2 separate regions of the Gossypium arboreum genome follow, and region 1 is linked to region 2. The links are chromatin contacts, called in public Hi-C maps. All regions are on one chromosome and are shown on one strand. Each heading gives the region's core, a stretch centred on a gene start, on an enhancer-like site or on the middle of the called end of the contact. The rest is flanking DNA. Distances are from core to core; before and after follow the strand shown. Region 1 has its middle 6.4 kb from the start of LOC108483795. Region 2 holds the start of LOC108483712 (E3 ubiquitin-protein ligase At4g11680-like).

The links. A called contact is a pair of places that touch in the nucleus more often than the background predicts.
Region 1: a contact with region 2 is called in a Hi-C map of leaf, with 3 times the contacts expected there. The contact joins the enhancer-like site here to the promoter of LOC108483712 in region 2. A contact is called at or near these places in 3 of 5 Hi-C or Micro-C datasets (all in leaf).

What each region holds. Positions count from the first base shown.
Region 1 is chr1:3,273,991-3,277,275 of ASM2569848v2, reverse strand. No RefSeq gene overlaps it. Among protein-coding and RNA genes, the nearest start is that of LOC108483795, 6.4 kb to the left of the region's middle. Within about 2 kb of position 1,460, at least 2 of the 2 cell types and tissues checked have an H3K27ac peak or open chromatin away from gene starts, as enhancers often do. A contact at or near this core is called in leaf, where this site is marked.
Region 2 is chr1:3,213,873-3,217,496 of ASM2569848v2, reverse strand. LOC108483712 (E3 ubiquitin-protein ligase At4g11680-like) reads right to left here and starts at 2,113. Exons shown (of 5, transcript XM_017787268.2): 1 at 1,393-2,113; 2 at 485-607; 3 at 255-387. The coding sequence starts at 1,952.

The DNA.
Region 1 (3,285 bases), core at 211-2,710, 60 kb before region 2:
CTCAAATCTCTATTCCCGATACCACTGAAAATTAGTCTGTTACAGAAGTGGTTTTTATATTAGCGGTAAAAGATAGATATTGTGATGGTTATCCTGTTCTTCAAAAGTAGCAATTTAAAGTAATGAGTGAGAAAAATCTTAGGTAAGTTGCACTAAATTAACGAAGGTAGATAATTAAAGTCAGATCACATCGATTGTGTAATTTAAAAAAAAAAGTTTTAAACCATTAACTTGCCCCTCTTATTAAAGTTTAATCTACCGAAGTTTTATAATTTAAAAGTTAGGGATTGAAGTAAGGTTGAGACTTTGAAGTTACGTATGGATTCTAATAACTCTATCTAAGATCGAATAAAGTTGTTTGAATAATGTTATAATTGAGAGAAGAACTTGAAAATGAAAATGAGAGAACAATTCGAGACTAAAATTAAATCAAAGATTGAATAATTGGAATAAAGATAAGAACAGAGATTGAAACAAGGCTAGATTCAACTTGGATAAGAATTTGGAAGAAAGAGATTTGCTTGCTCTAAAGAGCCTGATCAAATTCAACTGAAATCCAAAGTTAGAAATTAGAAATTAAAAGATGAAATCCAAGATTAGTAAAGTGAAATAAGAAAAGCAAAAATAAAGAAAAAAACAGAATTAAAAAGTAATTTTTAAAGGGTCGGAATTAAATTATATATTTTATAATAATAAAAATGTAATTTCATCATTTTAATAGTCTATATATTTATAATTTTAAAGAATTACATTAATTTTTATTATTTTTGAGTAGTCTAAGTTCAATCTTACTATTATTAATTGAAAATTTTATAAATTATAAAGGGTTTGAAAATAACTTATTTAGAGTCTCATACACATCTTGAGAGCACTCAAGAGACTAAACTTTGATGGATAAGATCAACACATATCTAAAGAAGCTTAAACTCTCTCAAAATTCCCAACCCCTAGAACTTGGAAAACAAATGAAAGACTATGAACTAAAGGCATAAAAAATTTCCATGGCCTAAAGAAACACCCTAAAAGCCTAAACAAAAACTAAATGAATCCAAATGAGTCGAGTACTCTAAATGGGCTTGAATTTTAAAAGGAGTAGACGTTTGTGCTTTACTCCTTAACACTTAAAACTCTTCTAAGCTTATTAACACTTTCCATTTATGTTTACCTACTAGATCCATAAAAAAACCCGTCGTAAGCAGTATCTTTGATGAATTTAAGTTAATAAATTTTACTTTATCCATGCATCTATCATCTTTGATTAAAGGCATCAATTTTCTTGATAGAGTTGTTTGATGCTCGACCTATTGATGGGTCTTTTCAAACTTCAAGAACAGTTTGTTTTTATGTTTTTTTTTTTTTAATGTTTTACGTTTCACCAAGTTTTTTTAGTTTTCTTGTGCTTGATGGTTGTTGTTATGTCTTTAAACCTGTTTTGCTCTTGTGGAAACTTCAAATCCCCCTAGTGGGGGAAACTTGTTTAACTCCTGTTGTTGCCCTTTTCCTAGGTTTAAAGCTTTGTTTAATGGTGTGCATACCACCAACCCTTTCTTTAGCCATTGAGAATAATAATGTTTCTTGGAATTTGGTTAGGTTGCACCTATTAAATGAGCATTAATAATGAGAAAGATTAAAAATATGTAATTTGATACATAAAATTTAATTTATTGTAATTATATATAAAGAAATAAATACATCAATTTATTTTTATATTGATTAAATATAATTTCATGTGTATGTAATATATAAACATAAAATGACGCTATATTAATAATTATGTTAATAATTTATAAAAATTGAGTCAAATAAAAATATCATGTATAAATTTACACAAAATCAAAGTTTATGTACAAAATTACATATCGCACCAAAGTTCATGTATAATTTTGAGATTTATCTAACTAAAATTTCGAAATAATATAAAAAAGCCATGAATTAATTAATACTAGTAAAATAAACCAAAACATGTTTTCCACATTACATTAGGGTCTTGTCTTTTATGAATCAAATACCATCTCTTTGCTTACAAAAGAAAATTCCATCCCCATAGAAAAGGAAAATTGTCGTAGATCAAAGGACCACAATATATCCTTAATGGAAATGAAAGGGAAAAAGAAGTATTGCAAAATGCTTTCCTCTTTTACCTTTTTCCAAAATTATCAAAAAGTCGTATCACATATTACTGTTGATTGAATTAGTATTAACATTGTTATCAAAGTAGAACATAGATTTAAGTGTGTTAAATAGTATTATCTTCTTATTTATGAGTTTATAAATAAATTATAAATAGTTTTAAAATTTAATTGATCTAACATATAAATATTAAATTTTACTATTCACTTTTTTACGATAAGATATTGAACTGTCGACCAGAAAAATTGATAATAACAAGGCAAGAAATCCCCCAGCACTTTCCTCAGCAACCAAAAAGAAAATCTAATTGTTTGGTCCCTGCTACTTCAGTAATGTACAATTTTATGTACCGACGATATATATAATTTTCAGCCGACTTTATTGACTAAAACCAGCACTGTAAGCAAGATTTCATGGTTTATAGGTGCCATTTTGAGTTGGTTTCCATGAAATTCTGGTTTTTGCTATTCCACCTATCATTGCTTTAAATGTAAACTTTTTTTTTAATTGACTTTTAAAAGCCAAGTGTAACTTTTAAGTTCAAGTTTAATGTTGTATATATATATATATATATATTTAAAGAAATACCATTATTAACAGGCAATAATAATATAATCTAATTAAGTTTTAGTTTAATTAGGATGAGTATTGTTGTTAGAGGATGTTGGTTCGAGTGTGTTAAAGGATTATCTTTCTATTTATGGGTTAAAAATGATTATGAATAATTCTAAACATTGTGTTAAAAATATAATCGAAACTATAATAAAACTTATCGCATCAATGATGTATAAAAATCTAGTCTCAAATAATCTATACTCCTTCTCATCTTGGATGCTAATTTTATAATCATCATTATTGTATTTTATTATGATTCTCAATAAATCTAGTGGTACATTTACTTAAACGAATATCATATATAAGGCAAAATATGACTAAAAATTAATAATTAATAATAAAACCATGATTAATATAAAAAAAACTATAAAAATGTAGACAAAATTTATATAAAAGATTAGATAATATCATTAAAGAAATCACAACGAACAACCAATCAACTCAAAGACTTGACATCCCTACCGATAAAGTAAAGAATTGTCTTTGAGTCTATATTATGTAAATATATATTGATTTCAAAATTTAAAGTTGATTTCTCAA
Region 2 (3,624 bases), core at 864-3,363:
CAACTTCCTTTAAATCCACTGTGATAAGACAATCATCTCAACTGAATTGGATTCATGCACGAAAATGAAGAGGCATTCCCCATACAAACTTGATGATTCTAAGTTAACTTTAAAGTTTAACAAGCTTTTTACCTCCGCTAATCATACCATTTGAAAGGCCAGCACAAAGCTAAAGCATCTAATGCACAAACAAATTAACATGGCATATAAAAAAATCACGAAAATCTTACATGCAAATAGGATTTGAAAGTTACCTGATCTGCCACAGCATATAGGATGGCAATAATACATGGAAGACAGCAGCAAACAGCAATGCCAATGATGCATGCCAAAGCAACGCAGAAAACAACAAAGAACACATCAAAAGCAAGAAAAATTATACAAAGCCTGCAGAAAATATAGCATTAAAAGAGTTAAGATTGCGTTACCAAGTAAACCTTTAAACACCAAAAAATCAGCACGAAAAAATGACACAAGAACTAACCAATAAAGCTGGGGGGAGCCATGTGCCAATGCTTGGCCACCTAAAGATACCCAATAGAATCCAGTGATCCACCAGACGAATGAAAACATAGTATTTGCAGATTCAAGATGCTTTGCAACATTGCTGAAAACATCAATTTGAAATGATTAGCCACTAACCACAGGTTTCCAGTATCACATACAACATAAGCTATAATCGGGTAAAAGTACCATGGAGGCCCTTATATTAGAAGTCAGATTGCATTTTGCCCCTCTACTAAAAAAATGGGCAAATTAGTCCCTGTACATTGGATCAAAGGGCAAAATGATCCTTCTGTTAAGATATCTATCTATTTCTACAGTTACAAATTGGTCCCTATACATCATCATGAGATAAGCATTATTCTAGCAGCTACACCAGTTTTTGACAGTAGAATTGGATGAAATTTTTAACAAAAAGGACCAGTTTGCTCTTTAATCTAACGTACAAAGACTAATTCGCCCAATTTTTGGGTAAAGGGTGCAAAATGCAATCTAACTCTTACTACAAGGGCCTCCATGATACTTTTACCACTGTAATGGGTGAGGTTAGATATATACATGGAACATTGAAAAACAGTCACACATGCCAAAGATCATAATAAGGATTTCCAGCACTTGATTCAACTAATGCCAACCACATAGGGCAGATTCTCATAACTCACTACAACTTCAATATCGAATTTGAATGTTCAAATTAACTCCACAAAGCACAAATAAAATTCCCAAAATGACTAATGAAACATAATCTCGGTTATCACTGCATAAGTAATATCTTCCATCTTAACCTAACAATTAACCAATAAGAAACAATATCTGAAAAGTAACCCAAAACTATCATTAACTTCTAAATCATCGAAGACCAATATAGCTTTTATTATAAATGTCTACCTTCCATTATCTTCTTCCAGTTGGGCAAACGTTACGTACTGCTCTGATTCAACTCCCGATCCCGAGCTCAAAACACCATCCTCCCCTGCATTAAATCGACTATACTCCATGCTCTGCCGCCTCCTACGCCGCTTGTACTCCACACAAACACAAACCATATGCAACAAACACTGAAAAGCATACCCAATTATCCAAAGCCTCAACGGCATCTCGGGGTTTTCATCACGGCTCAAGAACAAGACCCCAGCTGCCACCGCAACGAAAGCAAAATTCCAGATGACATCGAGAATCACCACGGGTTTCGAATAAGCCCAATCGCTCTGGCGTTCCTCCAGCTGCTCGGCGGCGGTCTCTCGAACAAGCATAGATGGCTCGCGCATCGATCTTCGGCTTGTGGCTCGGCGCATGAACCGAGCCGCTTCACGAAGGCTCTGACGACGCACTGATGGACGCGTGGCGGAGTCGGGACGTGACACGGTGGTTGTTGTTGATGAGAGGAAGGGAGTGGTGTTGGTGATGTCATCGGCAGAGGATCTGTTCGTTGGAGTCGTCGAAGTCATTTCGGTGAGAACTCTTGAACTTTTCTGACTTAAACCTTTTTTTTCTTTTTTGGACAATTCTGATTTAACTTTCGGCACATAGAATGTTTTGGATAATTAATAAAATACAAATATAACTGGATTTGAAAGGAATACAGCTTTCTAACCTTTTTTATGTAGTCATGGAAAAAATAAATATTTATGGAATTCTAGCAATTTGTTATAAGATTTAAATATGTGAATTAACTTTTAACTCTATTGGCATAATTATTATTATTAATACAATAGAATATAAATTTAAAATAATTCTAAATATCATATAAAAAGAATAGATATGATCTGAATTTATAATAAATTTATTAAAAAAGATTTAAATGTAAAGTATAATTAATAATTCATTGATGTTCACGAAAGTCAAGCTCAAAGTTTAATTGTTTGACCAAATAATATATTTGGTTATTGATTCAACTAACCTACTAAATGGAAGTTGACAACCATCAATATGGTAAAAAAATTATTCTTTTTTTTACTTTATTAGAAATGCTTTTAAGAATTTTTGAATTTTAATATTATTCTTTTGTGATCTTTTTAACGGTGAGATGATTAAGTTATTTATATCAGATACAATTTAAAATTCCTAAAATTAGATAGATGTATTATAGAACGCTTGAAGAATATCGGTTTATATATAGCATCTACGATAGCAAAGTTTGATTTCACCCTCAAATTGTTTGTTGCATTGTTGGAAAGATGAAGGTTGAAAGTAGATGAAGATGTTGATTTTATAAGTGGCCTTCCAATTGACAAGGTAATTGTACCTAGTGACGTTGATGTTGAGTACAAGTGCCATCGATTATTGAGTGTTGTCCCATCTATGGATAAACTCGAAAGGGACTTAGATCGGTGTTGCATGAAGTGCACATGGTTGGAAGGCTTGTCACATCACCCCCTCTACCACATGCAACAGTGAAGGAAATAGATTGATACACTAGAGCTTGGATACTTTAGATGGTTTGAGGAATTTTGTTGCCAAGCAAGTCTAACAATAATGTATTTGTTTGGCAACAAGGTCTATTGCATGTATCTTCATCTACTAAATGACTTTAAGATTGTGGGTAGATTTGATTAGGGTGTTACAACTTTAGTGTACTTGTATAGAGCATTTTGCAAGGCAACCTGTGAATAGATTGGTGAAATAAACTATAACACCCCTTACCCATATTCTAAGCCAGAACAGGGTACGAGACATTACCGAAACTTAATACATGCAAACGTACGAAATCATAACATAGAATTTTATTTTTTTTTAAACATACATTTTCATGTCCTATAATCTGAACAATATTAGTTAACATCAACAGGCATATACAAAATGAACTATTAAATTTTGATGATCAACATTTTAGGCCAATTTAATTATGACATATAACAAAAATAACCAAGTCATCTATACATGCCATAACTCCAAATAATGTTTACAAAATACCAAAAAGTATTGATAGTGCGGATGGATCTCCGACGATCTCCGAATCCCGAGCTGGCCTAGTGACACTCGGTGCAAAATATAGAAATGTTGCAATTTAGTCCGAAATCTTTTCTTTTCCCCGATCAAGGTCGATTCCATGTCTTTCTTGATTATGGAGCTTGGAAGCTTGAAATAAACCCTAGCTATGGATAACCCTTGAAATTTCGG